2 separate regions of the Oryzias latipes genome follow, and region 2 is linked to region 1. The links are chromatin contacts, called in public Hi-C maps. All regions are on one chromosome and are shown on one strand. The core of a region is the stretch at or near the end of the contact, and the rest is flanking DNA. Distances in the headings are between cores, read along the strand shown.

Region 1 (3,138 bases), core at 374-2,873:
AATTTTGACTCTCAAAATCTCTTTTTCCGTCTTTTGTTCTCTGGTTGACCTTCACACAGTGTTGATTTCCGGGTGACATTGTAGCAGTGATGTGTTCAAGTACACAAATAAAATTTGTAAAGAACAGACTCTGGTGGTCATTTTAAACAGAAATATTGTCGTAGTGTGAAGCTGCAGAACTGTGAGATTCAGACCTCTGAGTCTGGATCTGCCTGCTCCTGCCTCATAGAAACAAAAGGTTACTAGCTTTGAAAAGTGTTTGATTTTCTTCTGTACTTGGTTTTTTGTGTGGCTGCATAGTCAAACACTGATTTCTCTCTGAGAAATGTGCTTTAATACTCTGGAGATCTTGAAAAAAAGACTCAGCTTTACTCAGCACCGTCATGGAAAAGGATTCTTTCTTCAATCAAGTGCTTCGAATTTGGAGAAGTGGAAAGCACTACAATATTCAGATTTCTCCAAGAAAAACAAACATCGTTTGGTCAGTTCATTCAGAATGTTTTTAAATAAAGAATCCCGATTTAGATTGAAAATATGTCAAGCCTTTATTCTTGTCTTATCAAAGGTTGATTAGCGTCTGCATGTAATATGTCTATGTAACGTCTGCATGTATTGTGTCTGCATCTAGCGTCTGCATGTAGTGTCTGCATCTAACGTCTGCATGTATTTTGTCTGCATCTAACGTCTGCATGTAGTCTCTGCATTTAACGTCTGCATGTATTGTGTCTACATGTAGTGTCTGCATCTAGCGTCTGCATGTAGTGTCTGCATCTAGCGTCTGCATGTAGTGTCTGCATTTATTGTGTCTGCATCTAGCGTCTGCATGTAGTGTCTGCATCTAGCGTCTGCATGTAGTGTCTGCATCTAACGTCTGCATGTAGTGTCTGCATCTAGCGTCTGCATGTAGTGTCTGCATGTATTTTGTCTGCATGTAGTGTCTGCATGTAGCGTCTGCATTTATTGTGTCTGCATCTAACGTCTGCATGTATTGTCTGCATGTAGTGTCTGCATGTAGCGTCTGCATTTGTGTCCGCATCTAGCATCTGCATTTATTGTGTCTGCATTTAACGTCTGCACGTAGTGTCTGCGGGTAACGTCTGCATGGATTGTCTGCATGTAGTGTCTGCATGTAGCGTCTGCATTTGTGTCCGCATCTAGCATCTGCATTTATTGTGTCTGCATTTAACGTCTGCACGTAGTGTCTGTATCTAACGTCTGCATGTATTTTATCTGCATGTATTGTCTGCATGTAGTGTCTGCATCTAGTGTCTGCATGTATTGTGTCTGCATTTAACGTCTGCATGTAGTGTCTGCATGGATTGTGCTTGCGTCTAACAGCTGCATATAGGGTCTGAATTGAATGTCTGCAGCGCACAGCAGAGCTTCATTCTGCTGTCTGAGAACTACAAAGAAAAACCTGCAAAGCTTTCTGGGACAGATCAGCCATCCTGTTTGCTCCTCCAAGAAGAGATGGCCCCACGGTCCGTGAACGCATTCCAATCCTGAGACACTTTGGTGGGCGGGGCTATTTTAGTGATTGACACGTCTCAGTACCAATGGAAGTTCCCGACTCTCCAACCGGCGTCGGGTGGGGCGGAGTTTGGGACCGACACCGGAGAGAGGGAGGATCCCAAAAATGACATCCAGACTGCGGTGAAGCTGCAAAGGAGCGACGGGAAACAAAAAGAAGTGAGAGCCGGAGCCCTCCCGAGCCCGCAGGATCCCGCAGGACCCAGCTTCCCGCTCCAGTCTGAAGCTCTCCGCCCTCCGCGCTGCGCGTCCGTCCGTGGAGATGCAGCGGCGTCTGTAGGCAGAGCTCCGGTCTGTCGGAGGCGGAGCGGCTCAGCCTCCGGTTTTCCGGCGCGCAGCAGCTGAACTGAAGGCGGGACGTCCGCGGCTCCTTCCCCGCTTCAGGCTCACTCTCAGGGGGGGCTGTGCGACCAGATGCCGGCCTCTCAGCCCGCCCAGAAAACTGGCAAAATGAAAAAGTTGAGGAGAACTTTGTCCGAGAGTTTCCGGAGCATCGGTGAGTACCGGGACCTCCTCGGCTCTTTGTGCAGCAGCTGCAGCTGCAGTCGCAGTCCGGACAGCTGCTGCAGCTGTGTGGCGAAGGCGCGTGCGCCCCAAAGCTTGAGTTAAGGAAATGAAATGCAAAAGTTCAGAAATATTGAAATTGTTTTCCTTAATCTCCATTTTCCCCACAAACGTCAACAGTTTTAAGCTTCATCACTGCTGTAGCGGGAAAAGATAATCGGATCTTCAGAGAAAGTCCTAAGACTCTCCTCAGCATCCACCCTGCTCGCTCCATCAGCTTTCATTTAGGAGTTTTTGTCTTTATGAGAAGGTGCTGGTTCGAATCCCGGCTGGGTCCTTTCTGTGTGGAGCCTGCTTGTTCCTCTCGTGCATCATGTGTGTGTTTTCTGTGGAATCTCTGGCTTCCTCCCAAAAACAGGCTTCATAGGTTTACTGGTGATTCTATATTGTCCTTAGCTGTGCATGTGTGTGTGTGTGTGTGTGTGTCTCGGGGGTAGGGGGGGGCTGCAACAGTCTGTCACCCTGTCTAGGGTGGACCCCGCCTTCACCCAACAGTTGCTGGGTTGGCTCCAGCAACCCCATGACCCTGAAAGGGTTTCTGCAGCTTTGGGAAATGGATGGCGGGATGCATGAAGAGATGGATGGATGGATATGGACGGGTCAAAAGGGGAATAAAGATTGTTTCTGCAGAGCCTCTCTTTGCAGAGAAATGAACGCTTTGAGGTTTAATGTCACATTGATGGTGATTTTCAGGGAACATGAAGAACCCACCAGGGACTGAGACATCAATCAATGGATCCATGAAACGAGCAAAAGAGACGAGGGAGAGAAACAAAGAGCAGCAGGAAAACCTGAGCAGTTCCCTTCCTCTTGTGTTTTCTGTCTACGTTGTGGGTGGGGAGACCCAAAGAATATAAGCAAGACTGCTTATGTTCTTTGGGTCTCCCCACCTTCATCTGCACAGGGGGGTGCTCTCCTGTGCAGATGAAGGTGGGGAGACCCATCTCTTTCCTTAACGGAGAAGCGTTATAAGTCGCCCCGGAGCAAAAGCAACACTTTAAAGAGAAAAGTCCAATGTTTAATGAACAAATTCACTAACACGCC
Region 2 (3,138 bases), core at 324-2,823, 250 kb after region 1:
GCATTCTTCGCCAGTTCGTTAACCCTGATGGTGCCTAGTCTCGCTAAGCTCTACATCTGGCTCCCCTTGCCTCGTACCTCGCTAACCTTGCCTTTTCTTCTGTGCCTCAGGTTTATCTCATGCCACGAGAGTCACCTGAGTCTGACACCACCTCGAGCAGCAGCTTCATTCCACTCACGCTGATGCCTCCCACCTTCAAGAGCCTCGGCTTCCATGCTCCTCAAGAGCTCCAGCAACGCCACTCACCAAGAGCTCCAGCCACGCCTACCCACAACACTGCTTGGACCAGCAAAGAAAATAAACTTTCTACTTACCAACCACTTACCTTCAGGGTTTCAGCATCTGGGTCCGTCTCGTGTTCTGATCATGACACAAACTCTACATTGCCGTCAGCATGAGTCCATTTGAAATCTTTTTCCAACATTATTTTTGTGACAAGAATCTTGTTCGAAATGTTGTCACTGTCACTTCCTACCTTTTTCTGCAGATGAATTAAAATGGAAACATCCAGAAAAGAGGGAGATTGAAGTTGAAAACAAATAACTGCTTTCATGAGGTCGAGATTCCTTTGGAAACTCTTGTCTTCATCTCTACAATGGCTATGTCCAAAATGGTTGAGAAGAACTCTCATTTTTTAAATTTGGACCGTTTGCATGGCGTCACATTTGGGAGGACAGTCCCGGCTTTTGGGGAAACATTGCCCCTCCTCCCCATGCCAAAGTAGTAGTAGTGCAGTTTGGTATGGACTGACAGCTGTGAGCAAATCCATAGAGTTGCAAAAATGTTAACTTCTTCATCTCTGCTAATATGACAAAGGATATTGTTCACTTTGGTGGCGCTGGAGCTTTTCTCTACATAAATCTTAGGTGGGTTAAGGTGCCAAAAGTTGCAGTTTAGTAAAACAATTTTAGAATAATGTTACTCAAGTAAAAAAGAATATTCTTGATGACTCAAGCAAGAATAAAGGGGTGGGCTAACTGGTAAAACAAAAAGAAGAAAAAACAACTTGAATATTAAGAAACAGTATTGAATGAAACATTTGAAACAGAAAAAAATATTTTCAATAATGAATTAAAATGATAGAAACGTCCAAATGTCTCTATACACTCAGTGTTATCATAGTAAACAAGGAAACTTGAGTACATGTTAAAAGCAGAAAGCTGTGGATCTATTGTGAGCCATAGCAGGACGTATGCTTTACAAAGTAAATAAGCAAAAGCTCGGTAAGCTATTTTAATAAATCATCTATATTCAATAAAGTTACTGGTGTGAATGTGAGTGTGTATGGGTGTGTGATTTGTGACCCTGCGACAGACTGACGACCTGATGTCCCCTGCCTTCGCCCACGAGTGACCGGGATAGGCTCCAGCAGCCCCGTGGCCATGATCCCGAAAGGGATAAAACTGGTTCAGAAGATGAATGAATGAATGAAATAGATGAAAATTAAATAAAAGTTATTTAGTAAGTTTAACTAAGGTGCTACAACCCACTGAGGTTAATGAAATCGAGTTTTCAGGCCACAAAGCTGTTAAGCGGTTTTTGTTCACAGGCGCGATTTTATTTTGAAGGCTCAAAGCGGAAGTCCCTATCAGTAGCACGCGCTCCTGGGTGTTCAGCCTCACGCGGTAAACAGTTTGGATCTAGACTCGCTGCCTTACTTCCCTCTTTTAAACCGACAGGGACAGAGACTGCGCCGGGCCTGGCCAGGCGGAGCCATGGCGGACCGGGGACAGAGACGCCAGCGGCCGAAGGGCAGCGGGTCCGCCGCGGCGGCTCATCCGAGGAGGACACGCAGGATACCCGCATCACGACCACGACAGCCGAGCTCAGAGCCCCACGCTGTCCGCGTCTGAACTTCCCACGTCTGCGGCTCTTGTCACGGCTGACCTTTTTAACTTTTCACCGAAAGGCTACGTGCTAATCTGGATGGGATCATAGCGAAGAGTTTGTTTAGCCTCACGGACGGACGCCTGCCCCGGCGAACATACCAGCTGCCTCGGGCGGAAGTCTGGCGCTCCGTGACCGTCCCGCAGTCATTTCATAAGCGAGTCAGCAGGGAGGCAAAGCATGGGGGCAAAGCAGAGCAGTCCCACTGCCAACCCAGCTGCTAACGGACGGACCAGAGCCTACTCTGGCTCGGACCTGCCCTCCTCCACGTCCGGGACCAGCAGCAGCAGCACCGCTGGGCGCAACCCCGCCGTGGGTGTGCGGTACCACGCGCCCAGGGCTTCCGGTGCTGGGTCCAGCACTAGCCAGCCTCACGGAGCCACTGTCCGGACTTTGGGGGGGTTTGTCGATTTGAGACCCCAGTCCGGCATCAATATCCCAAACAGCGGCGGAGCCCCCAGCTCACCGGAGTCCGGCGGCAGCAGCCCGGAGGAGGCGGCGGGCGGGGAGCGCTCGGATGGGGCCGGTCCTCCGCTGCTGATTGGATCCCTACCAGCACACCTCTCGCCCCGTCTGTTCGGAGGTAAGAGAGCCGAACCGATCCGGTGACCCCACAGTGACAGCACGAGGCGAACATCCGGCCATCCGAGCGAGGTCTTCTTAGGAGTCATTGGTTTATAAAATCAATAGATTTTTTTTTTAAAGACAAACAACTTTCTTCTCTCTTTTTTTGTGTCACATTGCCAAGTTTACCAATGCATCTTCCCTCTTGGAGATGAGGTCAGGACTCCAATCAACATTATTTGTCCAAACACAGTGAGTGGTGTGGATGTGAGCAGAGATTATTTAATCAAAGCTAAAGAGAAACAGGAAAATATAAACCCTAAACCAAACTGACAGTCCTGCACAGATGAAAACAAAGTTGGATCTGATTCCATCACTTTATTTCATATCCTATAACCTTTTTTGTAAAAAAAAATCTTGATGCATAAAAGTAGATTTCCATTTATGTTTTCATGAAGTGGGCGGCCGTGGTGCAGAGCTAGGGCGGTCGACCTCTGATTGGAATATTGCAGGTTCGATTCCCCGCCTTGCCAGCCCATGTGTCAAAGTGTCCTTGGGCAAGAACCCCACCTTGCCCCCGGTGGAAGGTTGGCGCCAGCGTTGGGTCTGTGACTGTAAAACGCTTTTTGGGTCTTCGAGGAAGCTTAAAAGCGCTATACAAGTGTACGCCATTTACCATTTCAACAT

Evidence for each region. Hi-C and Micro-C count contacts between places; a contact is called where the count stands out from the background.
Region 2: a Hi-C map of embryo shows a contact between it and region 1, with 2.8 times the contacts expected there. The contact joins the promoter of LOC101171690 here to the promoter of cdk14 in region 1. A contact is called at or near these places in 4 of 5 Hi-C or Micro-C datasets (embryo, fibroblasts and gastrula embryo).

What each region holds. Positions count from the first base shown.
Region 1 is chr16:8,582,034-8,585,171 of ASM223467v1, forward strand. It overlaps cdk14 (cyclin-dependent kinase 14), which reads left to right and starts at 1,624. Exons shown (of 15, transcript XM_004077647.4): 1 at 1,624-2,026. The coding sequence starts at 1,945. It overlaps LOC101170047 (pituitary tumor-transforming gene 1 protein-interacting protein), which reads left to right. Exons shown (of 7, transcript XM_023964323.1): 7 at 1-126.
Region 2 is chr16:8,832,886-8,836,023 of ASM223467v1, forward strand. LOC101171690 (E3 ubiquitin-protein ligase znrf2) reads left to right here and starts at 1,574. Exons shown (of 5, transcript XM_023964184.1): 1 at 1,574-2,470. The coding sequence starts at 2,068.